Linked DNA regions of Mus musculus: all the other regions are linked to region 1. A link is a contact called in public HiChIP or PLAC-seq and promoter capture Hi-C data. All regions are on one chromosome and are shown on one strand. The core of a region is the stretch at or near the end of the contact, and the rest is flanking DNA. Distances in the headings are between cores, read along the strand shown.

The links. Promoter capture Hi-C pulls out the DNA fragments that hold promoters and counts their contacts. HiChIP or PLAC-seq counts read pairs in DNA pulled down with a chosen protein or histone mark.
Region 2: a contact with region 1 is called in a FOXA1 HiChIP or PLAC-seq map of pancreatic cancer cells. The contact joins the promoter of Sh2d4a here to the promoter of Csgalnact1 in region 1. A contact is called at or near these places in 23 of 39 promoter capture datasets (3T3-L1-derived adipocytes, the C10 cell line, the HPC-7 cell line and 13 more), 2 of 15 datasets of contacts at CTCF or cohesin (large pre-B cells and stem cell-derived epiblast-like cells), 7 of 484 Hi-C or Micro-C datasets (the C2C12 cell line, bone marrow-derived macrophages, brown adipocytes and 3 more), 20 of 115 datasets of contacts at active chromatin or transcription factors (the NIH/3T3 cell line, bone marrow-derived macrophages, embryonic forebrain and 11 more) and 4 of 9 other capture datasets (adipose tissue, embryonic stem cells, liver and 1 more).
Region 3: a contact with region 1 is called in an H3K27ac HiChIP or PLAC-seq map of the NIH/3T3 cell line, with 3 times the contacts expected there. The contact joins the promoter of Lzts1 here to the promoter of Csgalnact1 in region 1. A contact is called at or near these places in 1 of 39 promoter capture datasets (pre-B cells), 1 of 115 datasets of contacts at active chromatin or transcription factors (the NIH/3T3 cell line) and 1 of 9 other capture datasets (adipose tissue).
Region 4: a contact with region 1 is called in a promoter capture Hi-C map of the HPC-7 cell line. The contact joins the enhancer-like site here to the promoter of Csgalnact1 in region 1. A contact is called at or near these places in 13 of 39 promoter capture datasets (3T3-L1-derived adipocytes, the HPC-7 cell line, cranial neural crest and 7 more), 1 of 15 datasets of contacts at CTCF or cohesin (the NIH/3T3 cell line), 1 of 484 Hi-C or Micro-C datasets (bone marrow-derived macrophages), 10 of 115 datasets of contacts at active chromatin or transcription factors (the NIH/3T3 cell line, SST interneurons, T-cell acute lymphoblastic leukemia and 6 more) and 3 of 9 other capture datasets (adipose tissue, liver and pancreatic islet).
Region 5: a promoter capture Hi-C map of the HPC-7 cell line shows a contact between it and region 1. The contact joins the enhancer-like site here to the promoter of Csgalnact1 in region 1. A contact is called at or near these places in 13 of 39 promoter capture datasets (the HPC-7 cell line, the SN4741 cell line, cranial neural crest and 8 more), 1 of 484 Hi-C or Micro-C datasets (bone marrow-derived macrophages), 7 of 115 datasets of contacts at active chromatin or transcription factors (embryonic limb bud, fetal liver, fibro-adipogenic progenitors and 3 more) and 2 of 9 other capture datasets (adipose tissue and pancreatic islet).
Region 6: a contact with region 1 is called in a promoter capture Hi-C map of the 3T3-L1 cell line, with 7 times the contacts expected there. The contact joins the enhancer-like site here to the promoter of Csgalnact1 in region 1. A contact is called at or near these places in 19 of 39 promoter capture datasets (the 3T3-L1 cell line, 3T3-L1-derived adipocytes, the HPC-7 cell line and 11 more), 1 of 15 datasets of contacts at CTCF or cohesin (large pre-B cells), 1 of 484 Hi-C or Micro-C datasets (3T3-L1-derived adipocytes), 6 of 115 datasets of contacts at active chromatin or transcription factors (T-cell acute lymphoblastic leukemia, embryonic stem cells, fibro-adipogenic progenitors and 3 more) and 3 of 9 other capture datasets (adipose tissue, liver and macrophages).
Region 7: a contact with region 1 is called in an H3K27ac HiChIP or PLAC-seq map of extraembryonic endoderm stem cells. The contact joins the enhancer-like site here to the promoter of Csgalnact1 in region 1. A contact is called at or near these places in 21 of 39 promoter capture datasets (the 3T3-L1 cell line, 3T3-L1-derived adipocytes, the C10 cell line and 13 more), 2 of 15 datasets of contacts at CTCF or cohesin (the NIH/3T3 cell line and embryonic stem cells), 12 of 484 Hi-C or Micro-C datasets (the Ba/F3 cell line, cerebral cortex, cortical neurons and 3 more), 14 of 115 datasets of contacts at active chromatin or transcription factors (the NIH/3T3 cell line, embryonic limb bud, embryonic stem cells and 4 more) and 2 of 9 other capture datasets (adipose tissue and embryonic stem cells).

The regions. Positions count from the first base shown.
Region 1 is chr8:68,733,197-68,737,307 of GRCm38.p6, forward strand. It overlaps Csgalnact1 (chondroitin sulfate N-acetylgalactosaminyltransferase 1), which reads right to left and starts at 1,950. Exons shown (of 10, transcript NM_172753.5): 1 at 1,830-1,950.
Region 2 is chr8:68,274,869-68,278,979 of GRCm38.p6, forward strand. It overlaps Sh2d4a (SH2 domain containing 4A), which reads left to right and starts at 1,660. Exons shown (of 9, transcript NM_028182.1): 1 at 1,660-2,004.
Region 3 is chr8:69,182,470-69,186,580 of GRCm38.p6, forward strand. It overlaps Lzts1 (leucine zipper, putative tumor suppressor 1), which reads right to left and starts at 1,729. Exons shown (of 4, transcript NM_001370971.1): 1 at 1,505-1,729.
Region 4 is chr8:68,334,713-68,338,823 of GRCm38.p6, forward strand. It overlaps Sh2d4a (SH2 domain containing 4A), which reads left to right. Exons shown (of 9, transcript NM_028182.1): 7 at 353-483. Among named protein-coding and RNA genes, the nearest start is that of 1700125H03Rik, 32 kb to the right of the region's middle. Within about 2 kb of position 2,054, at least 23 of the 459 cell types and tissues checked have an H3K27ac peak or open chromatin away from gene starts, as enhancers often do. A contact at or near this core is called in the HPC-7 cell line and hematopoietic stem and progenitor cells, where this site is marked.
Region 5 is chr8:68,390,767-68,394,877 of GRCm38.p6, forward strand. All of the region lies in intron 5 of Csgalnact1 (chondroitin sulfate N-acetylgalactosaminyltransferase 1), which reads right to left. Among named protein-coding and RNA genes, the nearest start is that of 1700125H03Rik, 24 kb to the left of the region's middle. Within about 2 kb of position 2,170, at least 54 of the 459 cell types and tissues checked have an H3K27ac peak or open chromatin away from gene starts, as enhancers often do. A contact at or near this core is called in the HPC-7 cell line, adipose tissue, bone marrow-derived macrophages and 1 more, where this site is marked.
Region 6 is chr8:68,442,562-68,446,672 of GRCm38.p6, forward strand. All of the region lies in intron 4 of Csgalnact1 (chondroitin sulfate N-acetylgalactosaminyltransferase 1), which reads right to left. Among named protein-coding and RNA genes, the nearest start is that of 1700125H03Rik, 76 kb to the left of the region's middle. Within about 2 kb of position 1,995, at least 15 of the 459 cell types and tissues checked have an H3K27ac peak or open chromatin away from gene starts, as enhancers often do.
Region 7 is chr8:69,025,807-69,029,917 of GRCm38.p6, forward strand. No RefSeq gene overlaps it. Among named protein-coding and RNA genes, the nearest start is that of Gm33103, 25 kb to the left of the region's middle. Within about 2 kb of position 1,800, at least 43 of the 459 cell types and tissues checked have an H3K27ac peak or open chromatin away from gene starts, as enhancers often do. A contact at or near this core is called in embryonic stem cells, epidermal suprabasal cells, extraembryonic endoderm stem cells and 3 more, where this site is marked.

The sequences.
Region 1 (4,111 bases), core at 700-3,199:
GATGGAGCATGAATCAACAAGCAAAAGATCACATAAAAGAAGGAATTATTATTGTTAATGCTTTAAGTGTCAAAGCATATCTAAAAGTATTTAAGAGAGGCAAAGGATAGCATTTGGGAGGGGTCTACTGTATCTCTGGGTGCTTAGAAAAGAATGTTATTTCACTCTGTCAAGTATTGTTATCAAATGAAGAATCTTGAAACCATTTAATATGTGACTGGCCCTGGGTCATGCAGCTAAAAAGTAGGATGAACCTCTTGGATGCCAGTTCTCCGAAACAGCAAACACAATCTCACAATGATGTAAATGGGTGAATCTAAACAATGGATATTTTTTTTCTTTGAAGCTCGCTAATATGGCTTGCAACTAGATATAGGAGATCTGAGACAAGAAGATGGAGAGAAATTAAAGTAATATCTCGTAATTTGGAGTGACAGCAGGTGTGTCCCAATCTGCAAAGTTCAAGCTTGACAATTACACCGTGCTAATTATTCAGACACTAATCACACAAGAAAACCTCAGTGCTTTAAGTACGTTCATGATTTTGTCTTAGGCTGTTTTAATAGCTGTTCTTCACCCTACGAAGCTCACTTCCTGAGCTCACCCTAGTGAAGCACATTGGACACATCCATTAGGTAGTTGATTCAATGCAGAGGAGTGATCATATATGTATTAGGTTCCTACAATGGGAATTGCCCATCTCATATTTTCTGGAAGCTCAACACATAATCCCTCTGTTACAGCAATCCCTCTTCTGTGTGTTCAGGTGACCTTTTATGCCTAGAGAACCAGTTACTCTCTGCCTTACACTTCTGTTTCCAAGTTTGTTAGACTTCTCTCCACGCAGCAGAACCCATAGTTTATTAATGCTCAAGGACCATAATAATTGGAGCTCTCTTGAACAAAAAGTGTCAACACAATCCAATAAACCCCGTGGAATTGCTAGGGTTTACTAGATATTTAAATTCTTTATAAATATAGAATCGTAGTTAGTTGTCTTTAATGACATTTAAGTCAAAACTGTGCCAAGTCGTTGCAATCTGAATAAAAAATGGATTTTGCAAAATACAGCCATCCGATCATTCATTACTACTTCATTTTTAGCGTCCACTGAGGATATGTACAATAGTGTTAACGTCTTTTCCTCCATAACTTCAGAATCACTGACGACAGGGGTACAGGTGCAGGAAGTGTGGCGGAAACAAACAACTTTGCCTTCGCCCAGCACAGCTTTCCTTTTCCTCCAGCCCTCGGAATGCCCCACTGCACCCCTAGACCATTCCCTGGAAGAGCTTCTCCCCGCCCCTGGCACATACAACTGCATGCAGTCACATGCAGATGTGAAGACCCTTGGGATCCAGAGAGTCACCATCGCGGCGGCACAATGCAGGGGAGCGTGCTGCCCACGGGCCACCCTCTTCATCACAGCAAATACAATCCAAAAACAGCAAACTAGAGGCACCCGCACATATGCCAAGGCTACTTTGAAGTGGGGTTTCTGGAGAGTAAGCCAACAGCTGGGGGCTCAATTACCGCTGAAGAAGCTGAGCTGGCCGTGGGGTGCGGCACGGGACCCTCGCGCGTCCACCTAGAGACACCGATCCCTCCACGCGCCTCGCAAGGGCTACAGAGGGCAGTGATTCCGGAGTCCTCAGCCCTAGGACAGCAGTGGTCTCTGGAAGCCAGCGGTGCAGGCGTCCTCCCGGCTGACAGAGAGCCACCCTGAGGTCGAGGTCGGGGGCAGTGGCGCGGACTGGAAAACGGCAGCGACACGCCCGCACATAGCGGGCCACACCCGTCCAGCCCTCAGGGTAGGGACCCCGACTTACCCCAGGCAACACTGCAGACAGCGGAGCCGGATCCCTCGGCTACGCTGCTCCCCTGCTGCCGCTGAACTTTCCCTCCTGCGAGGCGGCCCTGGGCTCGGCTCCACCTCCAGTTCCAACAGCCGCTGAGCCTCCAGGGACCCGGAGCAGTAGGGGGAGGGGGAAAGCGGGGAGCGCGGGCTGAACAGCGGCCAAGCACAGCGCCGGCCTCCGAGTGGGAGCCCGAGGAGCCGAGAGCTGAGAGGTGGGGGTAGCGTGGGCCTCAGGGCTGGGGTCGTGTATGGCTGCAGTCATCTAATTCCTCCAGGGCCAGTCTGCAGTGCGTCCCCGCTCCAGGTCCGAGCAGAGCAGGGTGCCCTGGTTGAGAGACTGTCACTGCAGGGAGCATGAGTGGAGAGCAGGGTCTCCTGTACCGTAGAGACTTCAAGTGTGATTGATCACCAACATCAGAGAAGTTGGCGATAGAGACTAGGGCACTGTTGGAAGTTGCGCCCCAACAGAGAGGGGGCATCTATCCTACAAGTTCGTCCCCACTCCCCAACTCATCCCCGAGGCATTTGCGCTGCTAGGACTGTCCTAATGGCTTGCCTCCAAAACTTCTTACACTCTACTTGAGAGAATTAATAAGATAGTCACTGTTTTGGGTGCCCTGAGTTGTAGTAATAAGGCCTTCAGTAAGAAGCTTTTATTTACAAAAGATCAGAAACCCCTTTAACCCTTCAGCCCCAACTGTGGCTAAGCGATGTCTGTAAGGACCTCTAGCGGCCACATCCCTACATCAACTCAGCTGAGATTCGTGGAAAAATAGAAGAATCCGTGTTTGCCAAATCACAAAACATACAGTGTAATTTTTCTAGCTGCATCAAAGTACTGCATGATAGGAAGATAACAAAGAGTTAACACTGCATAGATATGCACGTACATATGTGGACATCAGTTATTTCTCACAGATTAGCTCCTAGCATCCTCAAAAGGCAATCATATGGCAATTTCCATTTGCAGATGGACGTCACTAGGTGGAAGTCAGGGTTTTTTGATTTCACACTTAGTAGGTAGTCGGGCAACTTCTTCAGAGCTTTTGTCCTAACTGCCACTAAAGCATTCCTGTCTTCATCTACTGATAGGTTCTTCTAGTTCTGATTGCTTTCACCTACTGAAGTAGCTCTCATCTCTTTACTCAATGGTGTCTCCAGAATCATGTAATAAAGTTATACATAGGTTTTAGTTTGGAAAAATGGGCTAGAAATTCTGAGTATGCCATGGCCCCAGCACAGACATGCCCTGCAGGCTATGTGAAAGATAGAGAACATACTTTATATCTTGCGTGCGCCCGACTCAACCAGCAAGAATGACGCTGCAACAGGATCCTTCTGCACACGTTTATTGGGAGAGCTTGATTGCAGAAGCAAAGAGACCCCAAGCCCAGAACTTGTGCTGCTTATATAGGCCTAGGAGAGGCGTGTCTCACACCCAGATTGGTTATGCACTATACCTCATTTGCATGTTCCTCATCTGATTGGTTACTCTCTCTTAGTACCTCACAGAGTCTCATTATCATACCTCATTTGCATGTCTCACATCTGATTGGCTATACTCTCAAAACCTCATTATCATGCCCGGGCCAGGCAGTATCTTGGCAAAAAACTTTACTGCATATGTACACATTGGTTGTTTGTCCAAACTTATGCATGGTGGCCAGCAGTAGCCAGCGCCACTCTGCAACGGCACATGTGGCTTCCCACATTTATAGATACAATAATCTCTATTACTCTAAATAGAATAAAGAAGGGGACCACTTAAGGGTCGACTGTGGTTCCTTTATGGGTGTTTAGCATGTGGAGGTGCATCAGGTCACCACTTTCGAACGTCTCCCACTTGGATATTGGCTCTGGGGTATTGCAGGAGATACCAACGCATATGCCAGTGTGTCACTGCATGCCAATTGAAAGCCAGTTTTCCGGGACCGGTGTCCTTCTGTTTTTAATAGCTTCAATAGTATATGAAAAATAATTGAATTGAGAAAGTGATAACGCAATTAAACTAAGTAACAGCATCATTAAGAGAAGATACCTTTTCCTGGGTGAACAAGAGAGAAATTTACAGTGGATTATCTGCTCAGGAAGTTCTCTTACAGAGTTCTGTCATGTGGACATTTTATCTCCATCATCAGGAGAGGCAGCCCCCGACAAAACTGAACAGTGAAACTAGCAGAAAGATGGATTTCCATGCATGCCCTAGAGCCAAGGACCAGAAAGGCTGGGCAGAACACTAAGCCTAGATGTAGT
Region 2 (4,111 bases), core at 410-2,909, 460 kb before region 1:
GAGACAGAGGGGGAAGGAGAAGGGATGACGGGGAAGAGACAGGGCTACAGACAACGCAGAGCTACAGGCTTTATTTTCTCATCTTCTCACTGGGAATCTAGGCCTGAAACTAAGTAGCTCACACTGGCCTGGAACTGCTATCTCTCTATTTCAGCATCTCAAGTGCTGGGATAATAAATCCTTGCCACTACCACACACTAGCCTGGGAAATAGAACACCACCACTTCTGCTGTTTTCTACTGAGCACACAGACCGATACCTGGTACAGCAATGGCCTGCATGCTTTGACCAGGATAATTGCTCATAGCCTCAATCCAGGTAAGGTGAGACACAAAAATTCATAGCCTTGGTATAAAGTAGGAACACGAATTTACAGTATCTGATGTGGAGTAATAGGAGCAAATGCATTTGAATATTGCGTGCCAGAAATGGTTCTGAACACTTTGTGCAAGAGCCTCTATCTATTCAATAGTCTCTGGCATGCAGTAAGTATCCAAACATATTAGGGCCAGCCATGCTCTGAGCACTTTGCATGCATTATCTCACTTGAGCCTCACAAGAATTGAATCAGCCAGGCACTGCTGATATCGTGAATGGCAAACTGTAAGGCTAAATGTAAGGGGGAGAGCTGTCATCAAGAAAGGCTTGTCAGGACTTGGAGACAGAATGAGTCTGGAGGAGGGTACCTAGTGATAGCATCAGTGTCCCATGGGCCCCTGAGCTGGCTGATAGCCAGCTTGTACAGCTCCTTAGTTTCCAGAGAGTGTGAGGACACGTGCTGAGCAGATACCACCAGTAGGCAGAGGAGGACAGAGCATTCTAAGGCACCTCATCTGGCCACCCAGTTCAGTACAGTGGAGAGTAAGCTTCGGGCCGGGAGTCCTTGCCTGAGTGGATCTCAAGCACAATTCCCAAATGGCTGAGTCGTGTTTCCTGAGAGTGTAGGGTGTAACTCCTGGCTGTAAGGTTTTCCAACTCAAGGGTTTTCTGCGGTTGTGAAAGCCTAAGATAAACAATGTTTGGGTCCAGCATGCCAGGCTCCTAAATCGATTGGACAGGGTGTATAAAGTCACACCGTGTTTCTTGTTTATAAGACTTCTCTCTAACCTCCACAGTCTGAGGTCCTGTGTCATCCCTCCGCACCTCTCAGCCCTGTTTTCTCCCCACATCCCTAACGTTCCTCACCCGTGGAAAAGGCTGGTCCACCTTTCCACTCGGCTCAGCTTTCCTCCCTCCCACGTATGCTTAGGCTTCATTGGTGCTCTGTGCCATCCGGGCCCTGATCTGTTAGTCACAGGGGACTTCCACCTTTTTCCCCCTTTCATGTTTCTCTCCCTGGCTGCCCCTGTCCCTAGTGCCTTCAGCCTGCAGCATTCCAGTCTTTCTCTTCCTTGATCATGCTCGGTAAAGCCACACCTGGAGTCACAAATGCTTCAGAGTTTGATAATTTACTTAATGTCAACAAAAGAGAAGGAAAAAGTAAGCTGTAGAATGCAGGGGCAGAACTACAGCCAACTTGGCCTGCAGGACCCAGGTTCCCAAATGGGCCTTGCCTGCCTCCGCAGGCTCCACCTACAAGTCAAATGTGGAAGGGGCCGGACTATTGTAATTAATAAGTCCCACAGACCCCCACTGAGGTGGTAAGGCAAACTACCCCAGACTGTAGACAGCGCTCTAGATTAACCAAGGACTAGTGGCCTTGCTGTCACTGGACCAAGGCAGCCAAGCTTGCCTACTGGCCCTGGAGCGCCTCCAGCACCCGGGTGGGGCCTTGAGGGAGCGCCCAGTCAGTCACCCCAGCATGTGGGCGCGGCGGGGCGGGCCAGGGCTGCGATCTGGACGCTGAGTGTCCTTCTGGTCCCGAGTGTTTGTCCAGACAGCCCGCGCGGCTGGGTCTCTGGGAGGCTGGGTCTCTGCTTGTCCTCCCTTCTCTTCCCGGACAGTTGCTGTAGGCAATCTGGAGGTGGCAGGTGCTTGGGTCACCTTGCTCCGGGTACTGAGCAGGTAGGTGACCGGGTCGGGTAAAACGCTGGAGCATGGAGCCAGGCAGAAGGGTGAGCGAGGAGTGGGAACCAGCAGGTGAGTCTCTAGAGCGAAGGGTAAAGCACAGAGGACAGGGACAGGAGGAGACCCTGGTTCCCGCGGTCAGGCTGTTCACCTGTCCCTCTGGTCCCTCCTCCACCGCGCGCAGGGCGAGCTCGGGTGCCCAGAGGAACCGACCGCCACAGCTGTGGGTGTCCGATGTCTCGTGTAGGGTGTCCAGTATCGGCAGCCGGGGCCGGGCGAGTGGCGGCCCTAAGAATAGAGGGCTTGTGATCATTATACTAAGAGTCTCCAGTGGGAGGAGAATCGGAGGCAACTTGGAGTCTTTCAGGGAAGTCATGGTGCCCGGGCGGTGTGCATGCACGCGTGGTGAGTGCTTACACTGGCCGGGGCAGGTGCAGCTGCGGAAGCAACCTGCGAGGGTCGGGGCCACGAAGCAGGTGCTGGGTGCCTGCAACAGTACCCACAAATCAGCGGAGGTCCAATCACTGGGCAGTGCCATGTGGTCTCTCCTGGCCCGGAGGTGACCTTCCAGACAGAGTCCTGAAACCTGTTTCAGCCCACGCAGAACTCTATTAGAGAGCTCCCCGCGCGGGGACACCCTCCCGCGGGCGCCCTCACGTGGTACAGAGAGCAGCGGGCTCGTCCCCTCCCTATGGTTCTGGGTCAAGGCTCAATCTAAAATCAGCCTAGCAAGAACTTTCCTCAACAAAAGTAAACCATCCGCAGCCACTCCTGCCCTGGGGGGTTCATGGGCCCTAGGTGGAGTCACTCACTGTTTGCAGATTTTCTCAATAGTGTTTCTCTTCACTATGGCCCTAGAGAAGCAGGGATAACCAGCTACATCTTGCTCAGTTCCCTGACAAGCTTCTCTTGTTTGTGGAACGAAACAATGTATTTATAATTTTTAATTTAATAAATAAGTGGAAGAAATACTTAGGTGAAGATTGGGCACAAATGGACTTGTCTAGTTATATCTGTGAAATACTTCAATCTCGAGAGCATTTACAGAACTTCCAGCTGCTCTCACCACTTGCAATTTATTTTATTTTCAAAATCATCAAGTAAATTAATGAGAAAAAAAAAATCGAACAATCCGAAGCCTGTCCACAGAGCTAGCTGTTTAAAGAATAGATAGAACTTAATCTAAATTCTTAACTTTAGGGATATATGTACTATACATACCACGATAATTCTATGAAGATAGCTGTATTAGGCTCTATACTAATTAAAAACACAATTATGTAGAAAAATGGAAAGTGTGAAAGTCAGACCAGATCTACAGGTATCCTGGGAACCTAACTGAATTTTGTACTCTTTCAAATTTTTAGAGTGAGCAACAGGTATGGACTTGTTGCTTGTTATTTGTCTTTTTCAAAAAAAAAAATGCCACAGGAGAAGAAAAACAAGTTAGTTGAGCTGCACTTTGTGTTGAACCTCGAGTGATTACACTCAGTATGAGACAAAACCATCACCGTGCAGATCAACGTTAGCAGTGATTGTCCTGTAGAGTGAAAGAAGGAAAAACCCAGGCGGATTCACTTCCTCCTTTTTATTTCCTGTACTTGTCTCAGGAACTTCAACGTAGATTTTATCTCAGTATCCAAGAGCTACAAAGATCCCCAGATTAATTTTATGGATTAGGAAATATGGTCCAAAGACTTGAGGTGACCTCCCAAAGTCACAGCTCACTGGAGGCAGAGCTGGGAATCTAGGCTGGTGTCCTTTGAAGTATCCTGTAAGCCAATTGCTGCTATACTCAGAGGGAATCAGCAGTCCAATTTGGTGCCCATAGTCAAAAGCCATCACTTGTTAATTGGGTTTCTTTTGTATTCTCTGAGGCCACCAGGAGCCACTGTAGTTTCTTCAAGTGTAATTAAACTGTCCCTGGTGGTCAGGGTCTATAATAACAATTTTGTGAGAGAAAAAGGGCAGTCAGTATGGAAAGCTGAAAGCCTGCTTAGGCTAGGATGTGTTAAAAACTAGCCTGGACAATTGAGACTCCATCTCAAAATATAGAGTAAAAGGGGGACTGGAGGTATAGCTCAATAACAGTGAATTTGCCTAG
Region 3 (4,111 bases), core at 479-2,978, 450 kb after region 1:
AGCAGATGAGTGCTCTATACTCCCATCTCCACAGCTAAGACATGAAGTTTTGGATTTCATTAATGATGGACTTGGCTCTCATTGGTTATGGGATCTCAGGGAACACCCTTGCATTTTGGTGCCTCTGTTTCTTCACTGGCAGACACAGAGTAAATCACATCTCATACTAATGTGGTAGTTACGGTGTGAGGATAAAGGAGACAACAAATGAGATAACATCTATGATGCACTGAAAATGGTCAGAAGAAAGAGCTAGGTAAATACAAGGTGTGGGCCATTGCCTGATTAGGGTGCATTCTCTGCCCACAGACTCCTGCCCACATTCTGCTCTGTGCCAACCTTGAAGACTCTTACCCCTGTAAACTCTAACTTGGATATTCATGTGCATACACCTTTCAAACACCTCCATTTTCCTTCTGTCTGCCTGCAGAAAATTGTTTCTGAACTTGAAGGAAGCTCAGGTTACAAATCCTCAAAATCCCTTACCAGCAGCCCCCCCCCCCCCCCCGTCAGGATCTGGGTTCTGGGAGAAGTGCATGCGGGCAGCTCATCTCTCTGTGATGGGCTGAGACTAGATTGTGTTTCCAGGGAGGAGAGACCCTCTGGTGGAGAAGTCTCGATGACAGCTACCCAGAACCCAGAGCCTGCTCCTCAGCAATCCAAGGAGCATGCAGAAAACCTGAGGGCAGAAGGCATGGTTCTTGGATCCCTAAACATCTCTAGTGCTTGGGAAATTGAGGACTGACAACCCGTGGGTGAGCAGAATGCTCACATGTGCCACAGTTTAATCCCTTCCACTTGGAGCAGGGAAGGGAAACATCACCTGGTCCGTGGTGTTTGGGTTTCTATTGCTGAGTGAAGCCAGGGCAGATGAGAAGCAAAAACAGAGGGGATCTGATTCCCTGTGGTGAATGAGAAAAAGGAGTGAACTGAGGTGTGTCAGTGTGTGTCTATGTGTCTGTCTACCTGTGTATTCGTCCAAGCTCATTCCTATTCCTTCCAGACACATGTACCTCCAAAGTTCCAGCCAGCAAGGTAAAGTTCACTAGCCAGTCGCCAGCAGCTGGATCCTCTGTCTGGGGCCCCAGTCTCTGTGGCCTCACTTCCTCACCTCTCATTTCTTCATCTCTACATTCATGTCACCTAATGCACGTCTCCAAGATGAAATTCAGGTTTACGAGAATCCCCGGTCTGACAGACAAAGACATAAGGATTGACTGATGCACACCATTTCCTTCCGGCTGGGGTCAGATTAGAAATACAATCAGTGACAGGGAAGAAGACTCCCCCACACCTACCACTGCCCTTCACCCCGATAGTTACATGTAGAAACAAAGACACCTAGACAGACGCGGACACAGACAGACAAAGACCGACAGACGAGCGGACTCACTCCCGGGAGTGGTATGCTGTAGAAAGCGAAGTCTTCCCTGTGTCTGGGCCGTCCGCAGAGCTGTAGACCCTGCACGAAGGAGGAACAGGACCCTGGGTACCCGTACCTTACCTGTCTGTCCTCCTCCGCCTTGGGGATAGCTGCAAATGGCTGCAGATTTTGATTTTTCGGTGTATTTTGTGCAGTGCCCCTTTCTCTTTTTCTGGAGGGCTCCTAGAGCCGGCGGATCCCGCGTCGCTCAAGTCACACTCCCAGGAGCAGCAGAAAGACAGAGAAACTTTCGGACTGTGAGCTTGTCGGAGCCTCCCAGAGCCCGCCAGCTCGTCCGGGCGCTCTGGCCCTTGCGCTGGGTCCCTGGCCGCCGGCGGGGCGGGGTGGGGCGGGGCACGAGTGGGGCGGGGCCAGAGTCAACGACATTCATTGGCCCGCACTGCCTGCACCCTGTCCTGCTCTCTCCCCGGCCTTTGTTCCAGACTGACAGCTGGGGTTGCTCCGACCTCCTGGCTCCTCTGTGCCCAAAGCCCGCGCCGGTCAGGCTCGCAGTTTCTTAGCTCTCGTTTCATCACACTCGGGGGTTCCTGTCTGTTCAGCCTTTCTCTATCTTTCCTCATCTTCCACTGTCTCCTCGTTCTTGCTTTCTCTGTCTGCATTCTATTCGCCTTTGCATTTTCTTTACCCATTTTCTGCATTCCCTTCTTCTTTGCTACCTCTGCCTCTTACCGGTGATTTCTCCAGCCCAACTCCCAGCCACAACCCCAGCAAAAGGTTGAGTTTCTTGGTTTAAGGACCAAACTAACGGTCTAGAGGGGTTATGAGGGTATTGCTTCACCTTGCTGCGATTATAGACCAGAGAGCCCAGAGCCTCCTGACTTCAGTCCTCAAAAAGATCCAATTAAATTTTGACACTTCAGAAGCCTGAGTGATGCTAGCCAGTAATCCCAGGGACTTGAGAGAGGCTGAAACAGGAGAATTAAAAATTCAAGTCCTGCCTGGAGCACCGAAGTGTAACCTTGTTTCAAAATATAAAGTAGAAATATATAGGCAGGGCGGGCTGGATAATTAGCTCAGAGATAAAGGTTGTGGCCTTAATTTCGATCCCCAGCAGTAAAAGCATCAGCCATCCACCCACTTTTCACCACCTATCTGAGGGTACACTGAGGGTAAGATAGTGAAAAGCAGGCCAGTCTGAAGGCAGAGGCGCTGTCCAGAAATTGCCAGCTTTGCCCTGAAAGGGGCAGGTTAAGGGAAGGAGAGTAGGGATCACTAATAGCATGACTGAATCAGAGTCTTTCTGACACTCTCCTGCCCCAAACCTCTGCTGCTCCCTCCTGCTTTTGACCCTAGATTAATTTAAAGCTTTATTTAATTATGTAATTCTAGCTTCCTGAACACTAAAGAGGGAAAATAAATAGCCAGCCAGCCTGTAATCCCAGCACCTGGGAGACCTGGGAGACTGAGACAGGAGAGTTTATGCCAGACGTCTCTCTATCTATACGTTCCCCAGTTCCAGTTCCGAGTTCCATCCTTACTCCCACCTCTAACCACCACAGGCAGAATGATGCCTCTTTTGATGGAAGCCTTTTCTTCTTTCTGTGCCCCACTCATTGACTTGGTATAAGCATGTCTTCTCAGAGGTGTCTCAGGAATTTTGGTGAATAGGGAGGATACAGAACAATTGTTCTGGCTCTTGAAGGTAACAGTGGACTCCAAAGAGAGACTAAGGACGGTGGATTACAGATCTTTGTCAACTCAACTTTGTCCTTGGTCAAACTCAATTTTGTCACGATTGTGATATTCCAGAGAACTGGACAAAGGAGCCTATAGCTTTCTGGTTCTGGCCCTACCTTTGCTATTACAAAGTCATATCCTAGGCTAGACCTCAGTTTCCTGTTCTGCAAAGTGGGTATTACATATGGCACTTTTTTCCTTTTTTGAGACATATTCTCAGTAAGTAGTCAAGGCTGGCCTTGAGCTCACGACTTTTCTTTGGAGAGCTAGGATTACAATTGTGACTCATCATGACTAAGACACTTTTACTGTAGCACTGACATCTCTTTCAAATACACCGTGGGTAGAGAGCTGGGCATGCATACTAACCTATTGTGGCCCAGTTAGGTAGAAAGTGGGCAGTATTTGGGTGTGAGGTTGGAACTGGATGTACCATGGGACAATAGAAACAACCCATGGACAGGATACTTCAGAGGTAAAGGGAGGTGAGTTGAGAGTGAAGGAGGCAGACTGATGAGAGGAAGCCTGTGATGTACTTTGTACGTATGTGTGACGTGGCTGCACAGTTAAAACCTAAATAACATGACCACCAGCAAGACAAAAAGCTCAATTAGCTCTTTATTCCAAGGGAATGCTCTGCAGTGACTAGATGTGCCTATACTATACTCTTGCCCCAGTAGAATCCCCAAAGCGTTCCTCATACATCTAAGGCCACATGCCTCACACTTTCCTATGCCTGAGTCAGGTCTAGAAAGATGTGTCACCAAACCTGTTGTTATATTTGACCTCGGTCATCCGTGTTGGTGAACAAATGTTTCAGAGGATAGGGCAGGGGCCTTTTGAGTTCTGGTCAACTCTTTTGAGTCAACCTGGTATACCAAGTCAGAGGTTCCTTGATCTCACTAATCTGTCCTCTAAGATTCAGGCTCTGTGTTTTAACTTTGTGTGGGGGATTGAGTAAAATGGCTCCTATAATCTCATGTGTTTGAA
Region 4 (4,111 bases), core at 804-3,303, 400 kb before region 1:
AGAGTCTCTTGATTTCATGTGTGTGCCAGTCCTGTCGTATCTGGAAGACACTGTTTCCTTGATGTCACCCATCCCTTCTGGCTCTTACACTCTTTCTGCCTCTTCTCCCGTATCACTTCCTGAGCCCTGAGGAAAGGGTTTGATAAAGACATTCCATGTGTGGCTGAGTGTTCCCAGGTCTCTCACTCTACAGAATGTCTGCCTATGGGTCTCTGAATTAGTTCCTATCTGCTGTAGGTGGAAGATTCTCTGATGGTGGCTGAGCAAGACACTGATCTATGAGTGTGGCAGAATGGAGAACATTATTTCAAATTAGTCATCCCTAACTTGGGAATCATCTTACCCATGACAGGAATCAGGGGGTGATAAGGACCGAGATCAGCTCCGCCCAGATGGACACCATTCGATGGTTCAAAGAGGAACAGTTGCCATTCCGTGCAGGTTACCAGAAAAACTCAGACACCATTGCTCCTTGGTTCCATGGTGAGTACTGAGACCACTTCTATGGCAGACCAAACAGTGCTCACTTCAAGAACGACAAACGAACAGTAAGAGCTTTCTCTTCCCTTCTTCATTTGTGCTGCGCTAACAGTCTTTCAGTGTATTGCCACTGAGCCTTTTCTTAAAGGCTTTTCAGAGAGCTGTCTGCTGGTGCTTACTTAGAAAGCTGTCAGCATTCATGGCCACTGCAATGAAATGGGCTAATCATCCTTCACCACAAATACAATACTCCAGGGAGGGCGGGAAAGGCTTCCTAGGGACTCGGCGGACAGAGTGTGACTTCAGCACATGCTATTGTCTTCCTCCACTAGAACGTCAGTGGTTTGACAGACTGAGGCAGGGTTAGCAGGCAGAAGGCCAGCTAAGCACCAGCTCTTTCATATCCAGTTCAGTGACCTTGAAGAAGCAATGATCTCTTTCAATCGCTACTCAAACTACTAGAGCCCCAATTTTCTTATCTCTTAAAGGGGAAACTGAAGCTATTTTAAAATTCACTTTACATCCCCATCTTAGCCTCCTCCCTCCTTTTTCCCAGCCTCACCCTTCTAAATCCCCCCCACCCATTGAAGTGGATCCTCCCTTGGGTACCACCTCACCCTGGGGCATCTAGTCCCAACAAGCCTAGGCACATCTTCTCCCACGAGGCCCATCCAGGCAATCCAAGTAGGGAGAAGGAGATCCAATGGCAGGGAACAGAGGCTGCATAGCTCCTCCTGCCCCATTCCACTTGTTAGGCTAACCACCTGAATACCAAGGTGGTTTGCTACAGGTATGAGAGGTTTAGGTCCAGCTCCTGCATGATCCCTGGTTGGTCCTGTGGCTTTGATCCTGTTTTTCTGTTGCTCTAACAAGTCTGCAAGTCTACAAGTTCTTTGAGTCGTTGGACAGTATGAGCTGATGGTTTCAGCATTTGACTTAAGATATTTGTTTAATTAAGGCTACTCTGTTGCCCTAGGTCATATCCCCTGACTGCTTCAGTTCAAGAGCAATCAGATATTTAAGACCAGTGGACAGGGACCTGGAGTACAGCTCTGACTCAGTTAGTCACCCATAATGTACAAAGTGATCAGTTCTAACCCCGACCCAGAAAATAAAAGAAGGCATTATGTGTGCTTGGACTGGACTTATTACCTAAGTGTTTATTCAAGGCAATCTCTCCCACTTCACACATAGAGTGTCTTGGTTTGAACTGTGTGTAAGGCATCTTACTGTTTAGTAGTATTATTTCATATATAAATAGACCACAAAAAATAAGTTTCCAAACACCCAGCAAGAGCAACCACTTCAAAAACCCTGGCCCGTCTATGATATCTTTTCCCTGATAGCTGCTTTAGTAGCCCGTGTCTCAGCAGAACTGCCAGGTGTCCTTGAACCTGTGCTTTGACTTTGGTTTCATTGACTCCTAGAGATGCCCCATGCTCTTGTGAGTAAGGTCCCTCTGTGGTGTGGTGATGTTGTCAGAGACTAACAGAACTCTGCTGATTCTGTATGCCTTCAGCATAGCCACCTCTGCTGTCTGCTGACCCCACCCCACCCCCATTTCCTTTTAAGATAAGCACAGGAAATCAGCCTTTGTAGTTCCTGTGTCCTTGAGCAGTTGCTGTGTGCTGTTGTCCCTGATTATGAGAGCAGTCACATTTTCATTTCTGTCTTTTGGTTTTTTTTTTTAAACAGCAGGGTATGAAAATTGGAAGTGTTAGCTGATGTCATTAAGAATTCTGATATGTCAACTGGCAGTTCTGTCTGAAAGAGTTGTGTAAAGCCAGAGGACATGGCACAGCTAAAAATCCAGTGGGAGCTTTGCCTAGAAAACACAAATGTGCTGTGTTACACATAATATTTTATAAATATGATATCATTGTTGATTCATTCTTATACAAATATTTATCATAGTTATAAGCAAATAAATAATACAATAAATAAATAATGTGATAATAAATATGCATGTCAGGAGGCCGACATAAATCCTTGGCTTCCATTTTAGGAAGACAGAATTTCACATTCCTGCAATGGAGACAGGGCGGTTCACACTTTGTCTCTCTGAAATGCAGCTGATTGTGTGTTTACTGGTCAGTACTACAGAAAATGGCCTCGCATCACCCTTGAGTACATCTCATCATGCCTACATATCATAGTTTTTTCACAGATACAGAATTTCTGGAAAGGAGAGGCATGTGTGTGTTTAAGGATGCATGTTGAACGATCCTAATCCAAACAGCCCGAATCAGAAACACTCCAGAACTTGAGCAAATATTTTAGATTGTAGAACATCTCATTTCCTCCATTTTCTGGTTCTAACTGTTCACCTTGTAAGTCTACCAAGATATGTTGTTATTTGAAAACCTCCCAACTCTGCAACACGTGTGGACAAGCATGGTGAACAATGTACTGAGTGTGGCCCAGCGCCTCAGAAGCTAGTACCCTAGTGTATGCTCCTATGTCTGTTCCCAACATTCCTCTCTACTTTGTTCAAACCAGCACTTGATATCATCTGATTCCATTGCCTTCCGTAGTGTGGGACCACAGTGGAATTGTGATAACTGTGTTTGCACTGTTGCACAATGAACCTGAGCCCCTCATGTTTGCTGTCTGAGAATTGAAAACAATTTTTTGGATATTTTGATCATTTTCCAAGATATCTATTGATATTTTGTTTTGCTTTGTAGAATTTTATATGTTTTAAACACTAATCATTTACCAATTATATGGGCCAGCTATCCTTTCTTCTAGTTTATGATTTATCTTTTCACACCTTAGCACATTTTGAGGCACAATTTTTCATTTCAATACTATTCAGATTAGATTTTCTTTTTTAATGATTTTTTTTTTTTGTTTCTATCAGGTACATCCAACCTGCAATTCATTTTTTTCACAGATACAAGGTACATAGACAGCTTTCCATTTATTATTGTGTTAAATTTGATATTATATAAAATTCACCAGCTTAGTCATTTTTGTTGTTTTTAAAACATTTTTAGTTAGCATAGGAAGTGATGGTTTCCCTTACAATATTTCATACATGTGTGTATTTGACTTTACTGATATTCTTCCCCCTTATCAGCTTCCCTTGTTCCCCCATCTCTCCATCCTCAGTCCATACATTATCTATATGTATGTGCATGCGGGTGCTAGTCTGCATGCCTTGCACGTGAGTGCAAAGGTCAGGATTCTTGCTCTATCAGTCTCCACTCTAGTCTCCAAGTCAGCATTCTCACTCATCTGGAGCTTTTTGTTTTGATTAGGCTTGCTGGCCAGAAGATCTCTGCCTGTCTTCACTTTTCCAGCACTGGGACATCATATATAACACCCAACTTTGAGATGAGTGCTAAGAATCTGAACTTAGGTCTTTTTAGCTACTGAACCATCTCTTCAGCCCTTTTTTGCACTGTTACATGTGTTCGTGTTTGTTTCCTGTAGTTACAGGCGGCTTCTGTGCCAAGGATCAGTGTGAGGTATAAATGTGAGGTCTTCTCATGCCTTTCCTGGACCTGTCCTATGTTGGGGTATGTGTGGCGAATTTCTAATTGTATACCATATACACGGTTGTTTTTGAATGTCTTAGCCTTTGAGTGCTGCCTCACAAGGGTGGAAATGATGAGAAATGAGAGAA
Region 5 (4,111 bases), core at 920-3,419, 340 kb before region 1:
AGATCTGTAAGGGACATCACCCTGACACCAAGCAACAGGCATGTAAGACTCAGCCTGGCTTCAGGTGAGCCTCCGAGAAAGTCCCTGTACAAGATTCCCTTAGCAAACTTGCCAGATATTGCTTCTGCTTCCTCCACCAGAGTGGAAGGAAATCATGCACACAGGCCAGGTGCTGGAGAAGTTGTGCTTTAAAACTATATGTGTTAGGGAGTGCAGGGGATCTATCCCTGCTGAGCCTGAATTGAAGCATCTTAATTTTTTTCCACTACTATCTTTGCTGCCTCTGTCTTTGGTGTTTCTAAATCAGGCCTAACCCTTAAACAGCTAGGTTAGGATGACAGAAAGATAAATCCAAGCTTCCTCTGTATCTGCTTCCAGTTCTCCATTTTAGGTTTTTGCGAATTATTTTCTTCATTCATTCAACAAGTGTTTGTTGACAATATAGCACATGCTAAACACTCTACCAAGAGAATCTTAAATAACAAGTAGGACTGGCATGTCTTCTCTTGAAGAAGTTTCCAGTCTCCTAGGCAGAACTCACACAAAGAAACCACTCCTCCCTAAGGTTGTGCAAGTCCCACTACTGACGTCTGAATGGTCTTTGTATTTTCCAAAACTTTTTCCACGTGACTGCCCTGTCCTTGGCAAAAATCTATGGGAATATGTGTGATTAGAGGAACATGTGCAGATGTGGTTTGTTTCCGAGATAAAGATTAAAAAGAAGTAACAAATGATAGACTCATGCCATATACAGACTTCTATGTTTACCCTGTTCATCATTTGTATTTGGACAATGCTATCTACATTGCTGAGGTGACAGGTCTGTCTGCTTTTGTGAGCATATCCCCAGGGATACTGTGGTAGGGTGGTCAGGGAAACTATAAATGGTCGCAGGGAACTCAGGTCTTGTCACCCCCTCTCGGGAGCATACTAGATCCATAAATACTTCCCATTACTTCAACAGCCCCAATTCTTTGACCTCAATATGGAAACTGAAAATTCTGCTTCTACATCATAAAGACTGTACCTTTTAAGGGTGATTTTCCCAATAAAATGGTTTGTTCTTCCCTAAGTCATTGTCACACAGTGCCAAGACTAGTTACAATACATTTTTAGGCATAAAACATGTGTTACAGTCCTTTATGCTGAACTATATTTTTATCTCCTGAGAAGTCAAAGTCACAATTTCATGGTCTTTGAGTTCTGTAGGACTGAGCTGTTTATAGAAGTGTGGGACCATTGCCCAAATCTTGGCTTAGAGGTAAGAAAATGCATTCCAATGACCTCCGAGAGCGATACAGGGAGTCTCACACACACATATCTGGTTCCCTAGAATCAGTGTAGTATCTGCCTCTAGGGCTGGCCACCTTTGCAATAGGAGGGATGAGTCTATTAGATCTGACAGTCTTACTGTATAGAATTAATTGTTGAACACAGTGCTGTGTGCAGAAAGACGTGAAGTAGAAAAAAACCTCAACAAAACAAGTGGAAATCATTGGGTGGGGGGAGGACTGGTCATCTTAGGTTTCTGATAAGGAAGCTGGTCAGACACTGTCAAACAGATCTGGTGGTCTAGAGGCTTCCGTAGGCCTGTTTGCAAGAGGTATTGTACCCTTAGGCACAGAACACCATGGGAATAAGCTTGAAACTATGTGGGAAGAGCTGTCCTGTGTGCTGAAAGACAGTCAGCATCATTTCAGGCCTCCACCAACTATGTGCCAACAGTATCCTCCTAACCCAGTTGTCAGAACCAAACGTATCTCCACAGTTTGCCAATGTACTTAGGGCTGGAAAGAGTAGAATATAAAAGGTTCCCAGTTTTACAGCCCTGTCTTTAGAATCTATTTGAGCAGTAACATCTGCTCTGCAGGAGGGAAAGCTTGGCTTGAAGAGAAATGAACCCTCCAGTGTCTGTCTGATACTCCAGACCATTCTTGCGAAATCCCATGTGACTTCCTGAAGTGAAGCAACACTAAAAAACTTCCTTTACAGAATCGGAAGCCTTAAGGGGTCATTGTCAATCTAGGCCAGGACTTAAGGGGAATCAGTGCCAAAGGGTACTTATAGTTGGGGGTTGGGCACTGATGGTATATGCACTGGGACAGCTGCAGCCTCTGAGGCATAAGTGGCAGTTGCTTTAGTTGTCATCAGAGGCAGGGAGCTGGCTCTGTTCTATGACACTTGGGCTGGCAGTGCATTCTAAGCACATGACCTTGCACATTTAAGAAGACCAGGAAAGACTGGGAGAATCGTGGGAAATTGGTGATCTCATGTTGGATAAGAGAAAGCAGGAAGCTGTGTGTCATTAAGCTGGGATGTCAGTTTTTATACCCCATGCTGAGCGGCCTGGGGAAACCTCTGTAGTGTGGTGTGCATGAAGTTCTCACTCAAAAATTGATGTGTTGGTAGCTTGGCTCTCAGTGTGGTGGTACCAGGAGGTGGGGTTTAGTGTAAGGTGATTAAGTCACTGGGGGAACTGTCATTGGAAGGAATTACTTTACATTTTGTGGGACTTTGGTGTGTTCCTGTGTGGTTACCTAGACATGTTGATACATGCCTACCATTCTAACATTTGGGAAATGGAATGTATTCCAAGCCAGATCCTGTCTCAGAAGAAAAGAAAGGAAGTAGGGGTGTTGGGGGGGGGAGATAAGGGAAGATGGCTAAGGAATAAGAAAAGAAAGGGAAAGGAAAGGAAGAGAAGAGAAGAAAGTAGATGAGATGAAAGGAGAGGTGAGGCAAGAAGGTGGTAGGAAGGGGAGGAAAAAGAAGAGGGGAGGGGAGAAGAGGAGAAGGGAGAGGAGAGGAGAGAAAAGGAGAAGGGAGAGGAGAGGAGAGAAAAGGAGAAGGGAGAGGAGAAGAGAGGAGAGGAGAGAAGAGGAGAGGGAGGGCGAGCTGGGAAAGCACAGCTCTATCTGGCTCCTGAGGGCTTTTTCCCTTCATGCTGTGGTTTCTCCTTGTGTGATGTGTTCTCACCCTAACTCCATTCACTATGATAACCTCACCAGGAACAAGTCAATGGTAGGACCAAGCCTTAAATTTCTAAAACCAACTAAGTAAACTACTTTTTTGTTCTGTTTGTTCTGTTTGTTTGTTAGTTTGTTTATGAGCAGGGACTCTCATTGCATAGCCCGGACTAGTCTGAGATTTCTTATGTGGCCCAGGCTGGCTTCAGGCTTACATTACTCCTCCTTCATCAATGTCCCAAGGACTGAGAATATAGTCATAAGCCACCATGGCTGCCTTAATCAACTTTGTGTATACTCATTTTTTAACAACGTATTGTAACAACATAAATCAGATCAACACACAAATTCAGGAATCCACATTCAGTGAGTCCCTGGCTTATGCAATGCATTTTGTTTTCCTTGGCGAAGGATTAACAAAGGGCTATCACATTTGATCCCTCCAAGGGAATAAAAATCCAGGTTTACTTCAGACACTCCAGGTTTTACGAATGAAAATCTCACATGCAAGGAGATGCTTAAGTTGCAGAAAACTGGGATAACTGGAGAGTAACAATGTAGTGAAGTGGAATAACCATAGTTGTGGAGGCCAATGAACAGAAAGGATACCAAGAAAACAGTTAACTTCTGGAGGCTGATGGATGTTGTCTCCAATCAGCATCAAAGGTGAGTGAGCTCTACACAGATAAGCAGAGCAGAGACGTATTCCCAGCTAAGAAAGCCTTAGCTACAAGCAATCTACTGTTTTCCAAGTCAGTTTCTACTCAGATATATCAGGAACGGAAAACAAAACAAAACAAAAACAAAAACAAAAACCATTGGAGTGCTTCATGCAATAACAATCCATCAGGCCCCATTCTATCAACAGTTTCTTATGTCAGCAGGATGGAAATCACTCAGCCATAAAGAAACCAGGTATACTATAAGGAACAGACTCTATTCTGGAGGGGGAAGAGAGGGCTATTGGATACTCTGGCATCTGTTTATATCATGGCATTCTGTTTTGGATTCCGTGTATCCTTTCCCTTACCCTTGTGCCAGCATGAATCAACAGATAATTCTACTATCCTAGTATCTGGGTGTTCTGATCATTGTTAAGAAGTGATGGTGGATTTGAACATGCAATCAAACAACTTTCCTGATTC
Region 6 (4,111 bases), core at 745-3,244, 290 kb before region 1:
ATAGGGAACTTTCGGGATAGCATTTGAAATTTGAAATGTATATAAAGAAAATATCTAATAATAATCATTAAAAAAAGAGACTCCTTTCAGTTGGGACTGAGAGGTGACCTATAATTCTGGTTTCTTCACTTCTGTGTTCTCCAGATGGAATGGACAGCAGGGAAATCCAGGACTCCTGTGATACTGTCTGTTTCAAGAACACCATTACCTGGCAACAGTGGGAGGAGAGGCCTTTGGTCCTGTGAAGACTTGATAGACACGCCGAGATAGGGGAATGCTAGGGAGGTGAGGTGGGAGTGGGTGGGTGGGTGGGGAAGCATCCTCACTATAGCAGGAGGGAGGGGGCAGGGGATAGGGGGTTTGTGGAAGGGAAACCACTGGGAAGGGAATAAAGTTTGAAATGTAAATAAATAAAATAGCCAATAAATTTTTTTTAAAAAAGAACACCATTTTGTCAGGTTTAGGAAGTCAAACATTATTTTTGGCTCAGCAGTTAAGCTCAGTTGTGGGTCTTGCAGAGGACCCAGGTTCATAACCTCTTATAACTCTAGTTCCACTATATCTGATGTACTCCTCTGGGTCCATTGGCAGCACACTCACTCACACACACACACACACAGGCACACACACACACACACACACACACACACACACATACACAAGATATTCACAGATAAATGCAGACACTCACACACACGATATTCACACATAAGTGCAGACACACAAAATTAAAATAAAATAAGTATTTTCTTTTTAATCCATCATAATTTGAGCATTCATATCCCATCAGAAAGTGAAAAGACAACAGTTACTCAGCATGGAATTTCTGGAGAATGCAGTACTGGCACTCTAACACATACCAAGAAAATCCCTAGGTTAATATAATATTTTTATCCTCTTAGTCTTTTCTTCTTAATAGTCATGTTTTTTACTTTTCATAATTAAAATGATAGTTTTTCATAACAGGGTTTCTTCTATGTTAAAAATATACTATGCCTCTTTCTAGACACTGTATAACTTCATCTGTCTCCTCATGCTAGACATCAGGATTGTTTTTAATAATAATGACCATTTTGTGTATATGTAGGTGTGTGTGCATATGTGTGTGCATGCATGTATATGTGTGTATGCATGTGTGTTCATGTGTATGCATGTGTGAGTGTGTGTGTGTGTGTGTGTGTGTGTGTGTGTGTGTGTGTGTGTATGAATGCAGGTTCCTATGGAGGCCAGAGACATCAGATAGCCCTGGAACTAGAGTTATAGATAGTTGTGTGCTGCCCAATGTGATGTTGGGAACTAAACCCTGATTCTTTATAAGATTAGCATGCTCATAACCATTTAGCCATCTCTTCAGTTCATGTTCAAGATGAACAGTCTTGATATAAATATTCATGAATATTCTTCAGAATATATTTTTAGAGGTGAAAATACTTGTAAAATGTATGAACATTTTAAAGGTTCTTGATTTTAAAAAAATCACCTCACATAACAGTGGTACCAACTCATACTGCCATTACTAAATATATATTTTCATTCACTCATTCTCACCAATATCATGCATTCATTATGTATCTGTTTACTCCCTACATTGTGACTGTTTGATGCCCAAGTTGTGCTTCCAATTTTTTCTCTTCTTTTCTGGTAGAAAAAAAAATGAAACCCTCTTTCAGTCATAAACCAGATGCTTGTGTATATGTCACTTCCTATTTTTTACTGAGTTTAAGTAATAACTCATATTTAAGTGCACATTTAATCAAAAGAAAGTTTTTTCTTAACATTCCATGCTCAGCCTTTCTGTGATGTCCAACAGTGTGAAAAGGACATAACTGGTTCTGAATATTTTTTGGTTCGTGGTTAAAGGGTACTAAAGCATACTTTTATAGTCCACACATTTTATATTAAAGCAAGTAATTGGCAATTTTTCATGAATTCCTTGCAACATGGTTTGTGGGAAGAGGTCACAGAGATGACTGGTTTCATTAAACATGGCAGGGAAGCAAAGTACACTCTGTGTTGCTCATAAACTCTATTCGCTGATCCTATATGGTCACAATTCAAGGAGAATCCAACTTAGAATGAGAAAATGAATGCCGTGCTTATACTCAAGTCTTAAAGGTTCATTGAGAGCTGCTGAGACTCTCAGAAATTTATAGTATTTAGTTAAGAAATTGCTAACTATATGAGAACCACAAAGTCTCCTTTTAGGAAACTGTTTATCCAGGGTCAAGGATACACAGCTTTCATGCTGAGGTCCTTGGACAAGTCCAGGCATGTTGTGGGACTCAGTAGGTATTTGTTGAATAAATAATCATCCCAGAGAGGTGAACACTTTTTTTTATCTTCAGGTTCCAGCATACTACTCCAGTTGTAGACCACATCAGCTAACTGTAGCTTTAACCTCCAGCCTCTCTTCATGTTTCAGTATTAAAATCTGTACCATCTACCCTGCTGGACTGGGCTGCCTTGAGAATTGGTGGCAGGCCCTGTGATATAAGGTATAATATTTCCATTTCACTTGAGTTTTATTCTAAAGGCTTTTATGGTAGTGGTGCTATTCGCTTTATCTGGAATCTCAGCTGTGTGATGCTGGCTATGCTAGACTAGTTAGCCCCCAACTAGTGATAGCATAAAGAAAAATTATTTCCAGGTTTGAAAGTCATCTGTGTTGTAGTCAACTGTGTATTATCACAACAACATGGGTAGAGATTTTTCATAATTTTCCCTATTGAAATTTGTCTCCTTATGGTAAAGACAAGATTTGTGTCTCTCTTCTTTCAGCCTATGCCTAACCTCCCTTGATTGCATTAATGTCTTATGAAAATGTGATAGTAATATTTTTAAGTAGCAAAGAAACCTGGCATCAATAACTGTGATAGTTGCCATTAAATTTCTTTTCTAAATATGTTTATTAGAGTCTCCATTAAATCCTGTTGAAAATGTGGAAAAATCTGAGATCACTGTGTAACCTAAAGAATTTAACCTCCAGACCATACTTAGTTTAGCATGTTCTACCAGATTCCTTCAGGAGCCCGTTAGTTAGTCAGCTCACTGTTTTAAAAACTTTCAAATTAATCTCCCAGTTTGAGTCTTTTTACTTTTTTCTTTGGGGATAGAGATTATATCTTTTAATTTTAATCAGTTCACTGAGATATAATGCCAAGCATTGTCCTGTTTTAAGTGCACAAGCCCATTATTGTCATTCTGTAATCATCAAAATTTGTAACTATCAGCATGACCTAAATTTAGAACACATTATCTTCCCCAAAGGAAGATACACCCATTAGCATCACCCCATCCCATCTACCTACCTAAAAAATACTATCCGTCACTAATCTAACTCCATGCCCCAATAGAATAACCAATTCTGGACATTGGCCATAACTGGAATTATGCAACATATGGCATTTTGTTTAGTTTCTTCCTCTCAGTATAGTAATTTCAGGTAGAAAGCATCATTACTCATTGTTTTCTTGCTCTTTTTTTAGATTTATTTGATTTTGCATGTGTTTGAATACTTTTGTTAAATATATCTATATGCACTATATAGTGCTTTGTACCCATGGAGGTCAGCAGGCCCTGGGTCCTTTGAAACTGGAGTTATGGATAGTTATGACCTACCACATTGGTGTTAGAACTAAACCTGGGTCCTCAACAAAAAGAACAAGTGCTCTTCACTGCTGAGCTATCTCTCTAGCCTTACCTCATTGCTTTTTCTTACATTCATTTCTTTCTAAGGATCAATTATTTTCCATTGTGTGAATGTCTGATTTTTTTCCTCAATCATCCAGTGATAGAATTATTTACATCTTCTACTGTAATGAACCATGTTAGTATGAACATTTGCATAGATATTTGGGGTGAATGTGTGTTTTTAATTTCACTGGTAGATACATAGAAGTCTAACAGTTGTTCATATGATTATGTTATACCGAATATTTTGAAGAACTTCCAAATTGCTTTCTAGTTCTGCCTTCATCTAACCCTGTCAAATAGGTGCTCTATTGTGCTATCTGAGTGAGCCGGTTAGAAAGTAAATATGTCATGGCAGCATATTGAATGGTATATAGCCCCAAGGTCTTGCAAAATAAACAAATACACACACACAAACACA
Region 7 (4,111 bases), core at 550-3,049, 290 kb after region 1:
GTGCCCTGCTCAGTTATCATCAGGGAAGCTTCCTCCTGCAACAGATAGAGAACGAGACAGGACAAAGACCCATAGCCAGACAGTATGAGAGTGAGTAACCTTGGAATGCTCAGCCCCAAGAGATTGTCTCTATCACATCCTCCCCTTGGGGCTCAGTAAACTCTCAGAGTAGGAAGCAGAAAGAGTGTAAGAGCCAGAAAGGATGGAGGACACCAAGAAAACAAGGCCCTCTAAATCAACAGGACCTTCACACATGAACTCACAGAGACTAAAGCCACAGCCACCGTGTACCAGCTCTTTCATCCAGCTGAGAAGAGAAGTGGATACAAGCCCCACTGGAACCCAGCAGCTGTCTCTAATTGATAACCACTTTGCAAATAAAAATAAAATTTGTTTCCTCGGAGGGAGTCTCACTGGGGAAACAAACCTCTCTTAAGGGTAGGCCCCATGGCCAGCAGTAGACGGCCGACACAAAACAACTCAGAAGCATCTTTGGAGGCTTCTTGTCTCGTAATGTCCTGATTAGGGCTTTTCCTCTTCTTCTTCTTCTTTTTTTTTTTTTAATTTTATCTTGTTTTTTATTTTTATTTTATTTTGTCTCCCCAACCCAGGTCCTTCGCATATATACTAGGTTTCCAGTTTATTGTTTTTGTTTTTTTTTTCTTATTGTTTTTGGTTTTTGAGGCAGTGTTTCTGTGTAGCCCTGGCTGTCCTGCAGCTCATATAGATTAGCTGGCTTCAAACTCAGAGATCTGCTTTACTCTGCCTCCTGTGTGCTGGGATTAAAAGTGTGTGCCACCACATCTGGCCAGTTTACTGGTTTTATGAGATTCTGAGTATGCAAATAACAAGTGGATCTATTTCTTATGCTTTTAATTTTTTTTGTGTGTGTGAAGAGCTCTTTTCTTCTGTTTTGTGTTTTGTCCTATTCCAATGTTAGCTTTGGTTTTATCTTATTATATTTTTTTACTATCCCTTAAAGGTCCCTTTGTTTTCTAATAAACAACAGAAATGGAATAGATCCAGCTGGGAAAGGAAGTGGGAAGGGCTGAGGAGGAGGAAGAAGAGGAAGAAGAGGAGGAGAGGAGGAGGAAGAAGAAGAGGAGGAGGAGGAGGAGAGAAAACTTTTATCAGGACACATTATGTGAGAAGATAATCTATTTTAAATAAAAAGGAAATGCCAAAATTAATTAATTAATTAATTAATTAATTAATTAATTAAAAACAAAAAATAAAAGTATATAATTCTCTGATTTTTCTTAAGCTTTCATCCTCTTTACATACATGCATGTGTGTATATGTCTGTATTTATTTTTCTATTGCTACTAGAACAAATCCTACAAACTCAGTGGCTTAAAACAATACATCTTTTTCAAAACTCTTACTGTTCTGTAGAATAGAAATCCAAAATAAATGTCGCTGGGCTAAAATCCACGAGATGGCAGGAGGCACTCTTCTGCAGGATCAGAGTTCTGAAGAATCTGTGTCTGCGCTTTTCCCAGCTATCTGAGACCCCCATGTTCTCACAGCCCCTTCCACCTTCAGAATCCTTCTGACCCTTCTCTGGCCACACTTCACACTCGCACATTGGCTGGGACAGGTTCCCTTCCCTTAAAGATTCCATTTCTTAGATACAATCTGTCTCCTTCTCTCCCCCGCCCCCAACCCAACCCCAGAATCTGAAGACATATAATCACACCTGTAAATTTCCATGTTGTTGAGGCTCAGGCAAAGATACCCTGGGATGGTGCTTTGATCCACTATCAGGCCTGAGAAGTTGCTCAGAATGCAGGTTCCTCTGACCTTGTCTGCTTTCTCTCCTGAGCACAGGAACAGGCTCACTCTGGAACTCACTTATCTGACCAAAGGGAGAAGTGCAATTGTCTTAAAAACCTCTCCCTAAGCATCCCATCAAATAACCAGGGAAGATTAACTACTGGGGACAGAGACTAGCCATCTCCACACCTCCTGCCCAGACAGCTTTTCCAGTTTTTCCTCTCTAGCACATGGATGAACTCCAGCGCTGAGCTGCACCTCCAGCCTCCCCACCCCCTTGCCTTTTCATCTATTCTTCTGAGGACAACTCCTGGAGATTGCTCAAGAGCCTTTATCTACCCACCCCGCCAACCTTTGTTCCTCTCGCACATTCCTTTCCCTACCTCTCCCACTGCTTGCTGACAACACCCTCCCCTCCCGAGGATTCCAAGCTTCTCCCTATCCGAGTCTCCTTTCTTCTCTACAGCTGGAGAATTATGAAAGACTTGACCATCAGATCCTTTAGAGGAGACTAATCCTTTGTTCTGGTTTTGCCCAGTCATACACTCCCTCCTCTGCTCCTTGCAGCAACACGGGACAGCCAGAGTAAGTTTGTTACTAAGACACATAAAGGCTTTTCCATGGCAGACACCATCCAGATTAAGTCTGGACTCTAGGCTTCTGTCCATTGTATATATCTTGGTTATCTCCTAAAGGAATGTGCCAGAAACAATCTACCAATGTCTACCAAACATTACTCAAAAGCAGACAGCATTAACAAGGATAACTGGCTTAAAAGAGAAGGTGCTCAGACTTGGGAGCCAAGTTGGTCTGAGTTCAATAAGGCTCTGCTATTTGTTGTACGAGAAGTGACTATCTGAAATCAAGCTGATCATTTTACATCTGACTCAGTTTTTCATCTGCACAATGGTACCATCATGCCAAATCCAGCAGGATGAAGTGAGAGGCCCTTTAAGAGTACCACATATCATGAAGTTCTAACTGAAAAGGAATCTTAGTTGAGAAATGGATGAAAGTCAATATTTCTTTGAAAGTCAACACAATTAATTAATGGGGACAGAACGCAGAGGTTTGTAGGAGTGGGTGAGTCACCGGGAAGAAGTGTGAGGAGACTGTTGTCTTTGAAGGCTTACAAGTGTATGCTTTCTTTATCAGAAAAGTATATATATATATATATAAAACAAATTTATCAGTACTCACTCAAAACTTACACATGTTGGATGTGTTACACTCCAATTATTTAAAAAAAAATTGAAGAGGAGAGAAGCAAAGGAGAAAAGAGTATTTTCCCAAAAAACACTTGGGAAGCTGGGAAGCTGGGTGGGTGAGGAAATCTTAGCTCGGGAGACAAGACAATGATCTCAGCTCTCTAACCCTGCCCACCACACCCTTCTAAGTGTCCTTGTACCACTTGTGGGTTTTGGAGCCTAAGGAAGAGGGAGAGAGCCTCATGCAGAAACTAGGACAACTTTTCTGCTGGCACAGATATGAGCATGCAGAGTAAAAGCAGATGAGCTCATGAAAGGGAAAGTTGGTGGAGAGAAAAGAGAGCCCCTTAAGAAAACAGAGAGGCCGGGCGGTGGTGGCGCACGCCTTTAATCCCAGCACTCGGGAGGCAGAGGCAGGCGGATTTCTGAGTTCGAGGCTAGTCTGGTCTACAGAGTGAGTTCCAGGACAGCCAGGGCTATACAGAGAAACCCTGTCTCGAAAAACCAAAAAAAAAAAAAAAAAAAAAAAAAAAAAAAAAAAAAAAAAAAAAAGAAAAGAAAACAAAGAGATTCCTGAAAGCATTCTTGAGAAACAAAATCTGGAGAAACAATGAAATCAGATTCCATGCCTCCAGTTCAGCAGTGAGCAATAAGCATGCAGATTAGTATTATTACTTTAGAAAGTCATAATAAAACTATATCTGGAAGTTGAAGAGCAGAGAAGAGGCCAGCAAAGATATTCCGTATCTATCTACCATTAAAGAGAGACAGTAGATTATATAAAATTGTTGTCAAGAAAAAAACTGGGCAATTTCTACAATATAATAGCTTTTCTGTAATATAATAACAGTAGTAGATAAGAATGTGAACATAGAGGATAGGATCCATAAGCCAGAAATAGTGGCTCAAACACTTGAGAGATTTAAAAACAATTTGCTTATGTACATGTGTGTGCATCTTTGTATACTAGAGGTAGCATGGAGGTGTCCACGGGGGTCAGAAGCAGGTGCTTGATCCCTTGGAATTTAAGTTATAGGGAGTGGTGAGCTGCCCAGGGTAGGTACTGGGAGCTGAACTTGGATCCTTTGGGAGAGCAGCAAGCACTCTTTAAATGCTGACTGATTTCC